Linked DNA regions of Mus musculus: all the other regions are linked to region 2. The links are chromatin contacts, called in public Hi-C and HiChIP or PLAC-seq maps. All regions are on one chromosome and are shown on one strand. Each heading gives the region's core, a stretch centred on a gene start, on an enhancer-like site or on the middle of the called end of the contact. The rest is flanking DNA. Distances are from core to core; before and after follow the strand shown.

Region 1 (3,242 bases), core at 613-3,112, 210 kb after region 2:
CAGCACTGGGCTGCCCACAACAGAAGACATTTCTCCTCAAACAAGTACCATCAAAGTCATATGACTCCTTAGAAGTCCATCAAAGGGCATAGGACCCCTGCTTCCTTACCCTGTGGCTCTCATCCTGGATTCTTTTCTCAGACAGGATGCTTATAGGTATCTTAGTTAGGGATTCTATTCCTGTGAAGAGACACCATGACCAAGAAACACTTCTAAAGGAAAACATTTAATTGGGGCTGGCTTACAGTTTCAGAGGTTCAGTCCATTATCATCATGGTGGGAAGCATGGCAACATGCAGGCAGACATGGTTCTGGAGGAGCTGAGAGTTCTACATCTTGATTAGAAAGCATAATTTGCCTCTTCCACTTTCTACTCTCAAGCAGTTGAGGAGGAGATTCAATTCTGCAGGCATCCAGGAGGAGGATGAGAGGAGGATGCACTGATGGGAGCCTGAGCAAAGAACCTCAAAGCCCACTCCCACAGTGACACACTTCATCCAACAAGGCCACACCTATTAATAGCGCCACTTCTAATGTGCCAAGCACAATAGGTAATATCACTCATACAGATTTCTTTGGTACATGGTATGTAGGATGCACCCAACCCACATCCCTACAGGGGAGTATTCAGAATCTGCTCCTATTAAAGCTGGTTGAAATCCATTGATTATCCCAGAGCTTCTCAGATGGGAAGAAAGGGACTAGATACCACTGGGAGATCCCATTATGCATGCAAATTCAGATCCAATAGGTCTAGAGTTAGGATGAAGAGTCTCCACCTCCTCCTACCCTTCCTTCTCCTGTTTGTCCCATTTCTCTTCCTTCTTTTCTTTTTCTTCCCTTTCTTCCTATTCCTCTTCCTCCTTTCCCATCATCCTTCATTTTCTTCTGTTTCCTTGAGACAGAATCTCATTATATAGCCCTGGGTGGAGCCTGAGTCTCCCTGCTTAGTCTGACCTTGAACACATGATCAGTGCTCTGACCTCAGCCTCTTGAAAGCTTGGCTTACATACAGGAGCCACCATTCACAGCTTGAGCTTCTACATTTCTAACAAAGTCTACCGGTGCCAATGCTGCTAATCCCTTGGCCATACTTTAAAAGTGTGTTTATGAGGAAGTTTCTGGAATATTTTTACACAAAAGGGAAGACCCACCTTGAGTCTAACCATCCTGCTCATTCTGGTCTTGGGCTGAGAACGAAGAAAAAAGCAAATAGAACAACAGCACTTATTTCTGTCTTTGTGACCAGAAACCTCAGATGCCCAATATTGTGCATTTCCTTGCCTGATGGACTGCACCCTCAAACTGAGCCTAATTCAGTGGTTCTCAACCTTTGTAATGCTACAACCCTTTAATATAGTTCCTCCTGTTGTGGTGACCCCCAACCACAAAGTTATTGTCTTTAATATTTCATAACTGTAATTTTGCTACTCTTATGAATCATAATGTAAATAGCTGTGTTTTCTGATGGATGGTCTTACACAATTCTTAGAATAAAGTCATTGGATCGCCAAAGAGGTCATTACCCTCAAGTTGAACTGCTGTTCACTCTTGTGTTTTCATGTTGCTTTTGGCAAATATTTTGTTACTGCTATTGGAAACAAAGCCATCCTTGGGACCTGTGTGCCTAACTCAGGACACATAGACAGACATCTAAGTCATGGGACCTTCAAACCTGGGAAGGCTGGCTGCCAAGAAGAAAAACAAGTCAAAGAAGTTAACTGTTCATCAGATAGCTACTGAAGCTTAGAAGTGACCTCTCAGGCCAGCCAAACTTCTTCCCCAGGGCAGGAGTAGCCATGTCTTTGTCCTCCATCAAAGAAGGTCCAGCCTCTGCTCACAAGACACCCACAAGAACCCACTCTCTTCTCCATACTCAGATGGCAGAGCATCCTGAAGCACAGGTGAAATATATACTTCCTGGGTCCAGAGGACAGGCCAATGATTCCTTGCAACACTACTAAGTTTGACATCATTGTGACAGAAAGAACACACCCACTCCTGCCTTACATACCAGTTTTCATGAGATTCAAATCCATCCATCCATCACACACTGTTAGCCATCTGTCAGATGCTCATACCAAGTCTGACTCTGAACAGGTACAAAAGAAGGACTTAGCCTGTCTGATTCCTTTCTGGAAGATAAGAAGACAAGTCTAGAAGACAGGGCAGTAAATTATCAGGATCTATATCATGGTCTGGAGATACTCAGAGCAATGGGCATCCGCCAGGCTTAATGAAAGAGATGAGTCATTGTAGTGTCTGGGGGTAAGAAGGCTATGTCAAAGCAGGTGGCAATCAAAAGAGATCATCACATCACAGAAAGAAATAAGATACATAGGAAATAAGACACACTCTGACAGAGCTATGTGGTAAGCTATGTGGTACCTATCATGATTTATTGCCTTGGTTAGTCTTGCCCAAACCTGGATATCTGACACTATCCTAAATATTCAAGACCCGAATATGCATCCTCTCCTTGCTCATCTGTGGTTTCTGATTGTAATCTCTATGCTCTAACACTGATTTGTTCCTTAAAACATAGGAACAGGCATATTCCTCTAAACACTCACCTTCGGGTTAAGTGGTATTGGGTCTGGGAATGAAAATTGTAATTTCCCCTTGCAGATTGCGGATAGATTAACTTTGCATGCTCCTAAGTTTATGAACATTGAATTTATCATCCTCTCCTGGCCAGAGAATGGCAATAGAGGACATTGCACCTGCTCTGAGAGGATGCTCAGCTGAGATGCCTAGAACCAGATGGTAGGAAGAGGTACAAAGAAGTGAGAATGGAATCCAAAGTCCGAAAAAATGATTGGAATAAGTCAGGGAGTGAGGAAAATAGGAGAGAGAGGAAGGATAGATACAGTAAATATAGAAGAGAAGAGAAAGATCAAAGTCAGGAGAGAAGGTTCTTGAAGGGAGAGAGACATGTATGCAAGATCATGGATGCAGTCTTAATCTCTTTAAAGTTTCCCTCATTGATTGGGGACTTGTATCCCAATCCTTTGCTAAGGGAAAGCATTTACTTTACTTCCACTGTGCTGTTAAAGGTTATAGGGCTGTCCTTGGGTGGAGTTGGAGGCGCAGTGCAAGACCAGGTGAGGAGGAATTCTAGAAACCTCCCTCAGTAGAGTCGTCCTCGAATGTCCTTGGAATAAAGTGTCACTTGGGTGCCCCACCCCAGCTTTGACTTCCTGTCTCACTATTTATCACACCACTATAAAGCCACTGAAAGC
Region 2 (3,201 bases), core at 653-3,152:
ACAGGTGTGTCCCTACTACATCAGGCTGGGATGACAGGTGTGCCCCTCCACATCAGGCTGGGATGACAGGTGTGCCCCACCACATCAGGCTGGGATGACAGGTGTGCCCCTGCACATCACATTTTTATATGGGTGGTAGTGATTGAATCTCAGACTTGTATGGCAAGCACTTTACTAACTGAACTATCTCCCCAGCCCAATAGCCTCCACCTTTATGGATCTGGGTTACCAGGAGCCTGCCCTAGGCAGGAGCTGTTCGAGTACAATTCCACATCACACATTCCCACATAAGGAAACTAAGGCTCAGGAAGGTTAGGAAAATTAAGGAAGACCACACAATTTCAACACCCAGTAAGGAGGAAGGCTGAGATTGCAGTGGTAGCCTCTGCTTATGACACTGTCCTACATTTCAGGCAACGGGACCTGGCTCAGGGGTGTTGGAGCTCTTGTGAAAAACGAACCCCAACATAACAGAACATGCTGAATTTTCATTTCTTATTCCAGCTCAGCAGCATGCCCTTCCACTCGAGGGATAGATGAGAGATCTGCCTCTTACCTACTGTGTAGCGTGAGCAGCTGATGCACAAAGGAGGCTAGTAGGTCAGAGGAGGCCGGAGGATGCGAGCCAGCATCCCACAGAGCCAGAGAGCAGGTGGGAGGCCAGGTGCGATGGGTCATCATGGGGAGATCCCCGTGGCAAGCAGGTCTGCAGTCCTCGCTCCAAGGGGCTCTTGACACTACAGTGAAAGCTTGCCTCTATGCTGTGGTCTCAGACAACCTTTCAGGAGTACCTCTCTGACCCCTGACCCTCAGCTGAACAGCCCTCTCTGCCTGGCCGGGCCATTCAGTCTCCTCCTGGTCTCTCCTTACAATTCCGGCCTGCAGCAATCATGCATTCCACTGAAATTACAATTTCAATGATTCATTTGGCAATTAATCATCTCCTGCCTTGCAACATCCCTTCTATTCCATGTTGAGCTGTTATTTAGAAGTGCAATTGTTCAACTTTCCACAGCAGCATATGCTGCCTCGCTAAGCTAGCTGGGGGTGGGGTGGGGTTAAGGGGTTGTTGTCTCTCTGCTGCAGTCAATCAGGCTGGAGGAGCTGTGTGAGACTCACACTGGAGGGGCCAGGAAGTGGGCAGGGGCACTAACTCAGCAGGCAGGGAGAGCAGGATGCAGGAGCCTGGAGCCTGCCACAGCTATTGAGGCAGCTAGGCAGCCCCTCCCACGCATGCACACTGCCTTCTTCTTCTTCTTCCAGATTCCCTAGTTATAAAACATTTCTGGATAGAAACCGTCTTAGGAATTTTCCATGCAGCTGCACTGTCTCCTTGCCTAGATTTCATTTCCTGTGGGCATGGACCATTCATTTTACTTTCCCTAAGTTGCTTAATAGGATACAGGCATCTCTGAAGTTACACGGGCAGGCCTTGGCTCTGTACTTATGAACTGTAAACTTGGACAAATAATTCCACTGCTTTCAGTTTCATTTACATCCCTCTAACATGGGGAAGGGGTGTCTATCTTATGGTGTTGTTAGAAGGGTCTTGAAGCCAGCATGTCAAATAGCTCCCAACTATTTGTATTTGCTCTCACAGAATTATTATTATTATTATTATTAATTATTTTCTATTTGTAGATGGGATTTAGGAGAGAGGAGCAGGGAGGATAGGAGGGAGATATTTTGGAGGACAAAGGGACAGCCAAGTAAGGGACTGAGTTTCATGCCTGTGGGCTGTCCAAGCATGGCTGAGGGGATGTCTAAAAGGAGGGTTAGGGAGAGGAAGTCTGAGCAGGGAGTGGCACCAAATGGCTTGCAGAAAACTCCAGGCCTGAGATGTCCCTGGCTTCTCTGTGCTTAATATCAGAGTGTTTGCTTGAGATGAACTTGACCTTCAAGGTCAGGGATAGACCCGAGGAAGGCCACACAAGTCAGCAGAAAGAACACTGAAGGCAGAATGGCTAGGGAGTGCTTTCTCCAACTGCATTCTGTTCTGGATCCCAGACACCTCCTTAAAGCCAAGGACAAGAGGGGGCCAATTTCACAAGTTGAGCCCAGGAAGGATTTTCAGTGTTTTAATATAATAAAGGTGGGTATGTCCAAGCAAGAAGATGGTCTTTTCTGGCCTGAGACCTAGGTAGGCTGAGACCCACTTTCCCACTCCTCCAGTGTCACTCTCAGGGGCTGCATATGTCTGTTCTAGTCTCCCTACATGCAGCAATCTGGCCACATAAGCACCCAGAGACTGATGTCACACATCAGACTCACCGGGAGCAGAGCAGGTCTCTGGAAGAGAAAGGGGAGTGATGAGGGTGGTACAGAAATGCAGCTCATCTTGTACAGAGATTGCTCAGCACATGAAACCTGGGGTTTGCTTTCAAGCACCACATAAAGAAGTTATGGCAACAGAGACCTGTAGTCCCAGCACTTGGGAGGTTGAGACAGCAGGATCGGAAGTTCAAAATCAACCTTGGCTATAAAGTGAGTTTGAAGTCATCCTGGGTTACAGGATAGCCTGACTTAAAAGAAAAAGGGCAAAGAGAGACTTAGGGAGAGAAAAAGTAGATGGGAGCTGTCTCGTCTTTTGATTGAGGACATGGGCAAGAAGTATGCTCAAGAATATAGACCTAGGAGCTGAAGAGATGGCTTTGAAGGTAAGGGCATTTGTGAACAATCCTGAGTTCAGTTCCCAGAGCCCAAATGGTAGAAGGAAAAAACCCACTCTCACAAGTTTGGCTGTGACCTCCATACATATCCTAACCCCTCCCCCCACCCCCAAGGGAAAAAGAAGAGTCCAGGACCTGGGGCTCTGAAGAAGAACCAAGCAGGCTAGGTGAGCTTTGCCTCTTTTGTGCCTCTTTTGCTTCCAGTAGGGTACAATTACCCCACCCCACCCCCAACACACACAAACATTGTGGCAACTGAGCACTGTGTGGATTTCTCACTGAGTGCTGTTGTAAGTACAACACGCACACAGGATCCAGATGACCCAGCACAAACAAAAGGGACAGAGTGTCTCCTTAGTAATTTTCTTTTGTTCTAACTATAAGTTTAAGATGAATTTAGGATATGTTAGATTAAACAAAACATATTATTAAACTTACTATGAGCTGTTATAATTTTTTCCTATATACTACAAACTTTAGGGTAAGATGCAGCATGGTCTACGTTACATTTTCATTGAGCAGTGTTATTGTT
Region 3 (3,382 bases), core at 449-2,948, 180 kb after region 2:
GTCTCCTCATCCTCTTCACTATCACTTAAGTCTTCCTCTTTCACTGTTTTCTCTATTTTTCCATCACTCAGACCAAAACTTAGGAGCCATTCACATTCACCCCTCTTCCTCTTCCTCCTCTTCCTCTTCCTCTCTCTTGCTCTCCCTCTTTTCTCTCCATCTCTTTACATTCAAGTTACTAGGAAACCCTGATAGATCCACCTTCTAAACAGCTCTAAAACCACCCCATGTTTCTACTGTCTTATGCCTGGAGCTTCCCAGGTGAACTCCCTGCATTGAAGGGGAAGTTCTTTGTTTTCGCAGCATTGAGGATCACACCTACAGCTTTGTATTTGCTTTTGTTTGACAAGTGACAAGTGCTCTACCATTGAACTACAGTGTGCTTGCTACCCTTGCTGCCCCAGGATATTTTTAACACAGCAAACAAAAGGATCTAGACCTTCTTGTACAGATAACTCCCACCAAACCGCCTATCTCTGTTATTATAAGAAGCAATCTTCATCTTGGTGCTTAGCCTCCCTTCCTGGCTGATCTAATTTTTCACAACTGACTGTTTGTCTCTCTTCACTCCACTCCTGCCTCACCAATCCTTCCTCTGCCTATCCCTCTGCCTAAACTCTGACTACCATGCCAGTCTCTTCCACTGTTTCACAGACACACCAGGGCCTTCAGCATCCTTGCACTTACTGCCCTCCACCAGTGGTGGATTCCCCAGTTCCTTTAAATCTACTTTCAAGGTCACCATCTTGATTCAGCCTTCCTGGCCCCCAATATTGAAGAGCAAGACCCTGCTCCATGACCTCTCCCTATGTCTTCCATAGCCTGCTCTGACTTTTTGTACATTTTTTTAAAAACAGGGTCTCACTTTATACCTCTGACTAGCCTGAAACTCTCTCTGTAGACCAGGCTAGCCTCTACTGCTGCCTCTGTCTCTGCTTCCCTAGTGCTATGATAAAAGACATCTGCCATCACATCTGGCCGGCTTTTCTTCTGACTGCTGCCTGACAGGTGACCTGTTTTCTTGTTTGTTCTGTTTTCCTAAATCAGGGAATAAGTAGCATCTGTAAACCCACATGGTGGCTTCTCTGCTTTACAAAGAGGTGTGCAGAAATTAGTTGACTTACAAAAAGTTAAAGGAAGAAGTGCCCTCCTACTGGGAGGAAAGATACATGAGAGACATGTTCTCATGAAGATATTTGAATCTGGGAAAAGTAAAGACAGTGAATTAGAGCCAGAGAGCTCAACAATGAATGGCAGAAAGCCAGGGATATCTGGGGACATGTAACTACTTCTCTGAACCTGGAGTCTCATACTTGCAAAAATAATTAAGATGGTAATCTACCTCCTAGGTTACTGGGAGACTTAAAGGACTATGCTAGCACAGAATGGACATGTCAGTCAGATTATAGGAGTTTCTGGGCCTGAACTGGGTCCAGCAGTTAGCTGGACTGGTTTATTCTAAGGGTAAATACCAACCATCATGAACAATTAACCAGTTTATAGACTGGTGAGGACCAAATTCCTTAGCATGGAATTTGTGGGGTTTGAAGTCAGCTGTAGTAGAGAATGAAAACTTGGTTGCATTGAGATTGGAGGCCCAGTTGGCTGGATAGATCTCGGGTGGAGTTTCTCAACCTCCCCTGTCTGGGCCAGGGGAAGGAACAACAAGGAAGAAGCAAGCAGTGACACATTTCGTGTTCGGAATGATAAAGTTCTTCCAGAAAGGAACGAGAGGCTATTATGCAGGAAGGGAACTGCGTCTGTCATGAGCTTCAAGAAAGAAAGGGAAGCGGGGATGTGGAAAGGAGCTGTTTGTTGCTCTTTGTTCAGGGTTTTATCTCAAGAGTCTGTTTATAAAAATGCTCTCTTTACCCAGGCGCTTTCACTCTGGCCTGGCTTCCCTCCCTCTGTTCACCTCCTCCCCCTCCTCCCCTGCTCTTGTTTGCGCTAAAGCTCTTTCCTTGATTAAATAATGAATAAAGGCTCTTCCACAGCCTGGCTTTCCTGGTCCTTGGGAGAAATTACAGATATATATCCATATATATACATGCAAAACAGCCGGAGATAAAGAGGCTCTGGGTAAACAGCTCTACTCGCTTCTTTTCTTCCTTTCAAGACACATCGTTCATAAACCATACTTACACAGAACACAGACTTAAACTAGGGCAAACCGGGTCCAAGTGCCACTAGATTGTGTGACTTAATTAAGGTTTAATTTAAAAATCACTTGTTTATTTCAAATAATTAAAAAAAAAAGATGGGAGCCTCTTTCACTAGTTTACATAGGCACTAAACTAGCTGTGTTGTCTGTACAGGAAGGATGAGCCAATCCCTGGCCAGCATTTCTAGCTGCTTTTATTCTTGAGACTCATCAATTAAGGCTCTTATATTTGTAGTGTAACATTTGCCCAACTTCCGTATCTCTAGACTAGAGGAACTTGCCTTGCAGAACCTCTCCTATATCAAACCTCTGTAACAATCTCTCCCATCTTCAAACAAGATTAACAATCCCAGATGCTTTTCCTACCTACCAATGGGCCTTTTCCCTTTAAGTCAGGGGGAAAATACTTTTCCTCTCCTGACTCATAAACAGTGGCATAATAGGATTTCAAAAGGAAATTTTTCTAAGATATGAACAGAAGGCAAAAATATTTTTAATGACATTAAATGCAAGCTAACCATATATGAATTTTTAGAGCCTAAATTACTCATGATTAGCTACAGCTGGTCGCAGTATTTGTAAATTCACTGAAGGTATCCCAACCAGGAAACAATAGTGAACTATGGGACTGTTTCTCTCTCTATAGTGGTTCACACCCACTCATCCTTTCATCCTTCAACCCCCCCCCCATCTTCCCATCCTCCCATCCATTCATCCATCCATCTATCCACCCATCCATATAACAACTATGTCTTAGATAATGTTATGGACAAATCACACTTTAGCGAGCCAAAACAGCTTCATTCCTGAATTCAGGGGCCTTTAGGCTAACGGGCAGGCAAGTCATCTGCCTAATAATTGCAATAATGAACAAATACTGAGCAACTCGAGAAATTGCTCTGAGGAAGAGAACATTATTTAGTGAGAATACATCACTATATTTGGGACCAGGAAAGACTTCTCTGAGAAAATAATGCTGGAAATGTGATCGAAAGGACAAGCAGGGCTCAAATATGGAAGAATGTAGGGGCGCATACCAGAAAGAGGGCTTTGAGGTCTCATACACTTTTAATTCCAGTGAGAAAACAAGTGAGGCTGAGTTCAAAATGTGAGGGCTGGGGTGAAGGACATAGAGTTAACTTAGCTCTATGTCTGAAGAACAAAATGTTCCAGAGCTTAGGGTCCTGATTAGATTATCTCCCATTTCTGTTGGCCAGGAAT

Evidence for each region. A called contact is a pair of places that touch in the nucleus more often than the background predicts. HiChIP or PLAC-seq counts read pairs in DNA pulled down with a chosen protein or histone mark.
Region 1: a Hi-C map of the N1E-115 cell line shows a contact between it and region 2, with 6 times the contacts expected there. The contact joins two enhancer-like sites. A contact is called at or near these places in 10 of 39 promoter capture datasets (the 3T3-L1 cell line, the HPC-7 cell line, cranial neural crest and 6 more), 3 of 484 Hi-C or Micro-C datasets (the N1E-115 cell line, cerebral cortex and trophoblast stem cells) and 1 of 115 datasets of contacts at active chromatin or transcription factors (stem cell-derived neural progenitor cells).
Region 3: an H3K27ac HiChIP or PLAC-seq map of oligodendrocyte precursor cells shows a contact between it and region 2, with 4 times the contacts expected there. The contact joins two enhancer-like sites. A contact is called at or near these places in 1 of 15 datasets of contacts at CTCF or cohesin (embryonic stem cells), 14 of 484 Hi-C or Micro-C datasets (the N1E-115 cell line, Th2 cells, cerebral cortex and 2 more) and 1 of 115 datasets of contacts at active chromatin or transcription factors (oligodendrocyte precursor cells).

The regions. Positions count from the first base shown.
Region 1 is chr1:159,601,074-159,604,315 of GRCm38.p6, forward strand. All of the region lies in intron 1 of Tnr (tenascin R), which reads left to right. Among named protein-coding and RNA genes, the nearest start is that of Tnr, 79 kb to the left of the region's middle. Within about 2 kb of position 1,863, at least 1 of the 459 cell types and tissues checked has an H3K27ac peak or open chromatin away from gene starts, as enhancers often do. A contact at or near this core is called in the N1E-115 cell line, where this site is marked.
Region 2 is chr1:159,392,244-159,395,444 of GRCm38.p6, forward strand. No RefSeq gene overlaps it. Among named protein-coding and RNA genes, the nearest start is that of Mir1843b, 53 kb to the left of the region's middle. Within about 2 kb of position 1,903, at least 114 of the 459 cell types and tissues checked have an H3K27ac peak or open chromatin away from gene starts, as enhancers often do. A contact at or near this core is called in the N1E-115 cell line, cerebral cortex and oligodendrocyte precursor cells, where this site is marked.
Region 3 is chr1:159,568,678-159,572,059 of GRCm38.p6, forward strand. The region is part of intron 1 of Tnr (tenascin R); the gene reads left to right. Among named protein-coding and RNA genes, the nearest start is that of Tnr, 47 kb to the left of the region's middle. Within about 2 kb of position 1,699, at least 26 of the 459 cell types and tissues checked have an H3K27ac peak or open chromatin away from gene starts, as enhancers often do. A contact at or near this core is called in the N1E-115 cell line, cerebral cortex and oligodendrocyte precursor cells, where this site is marked.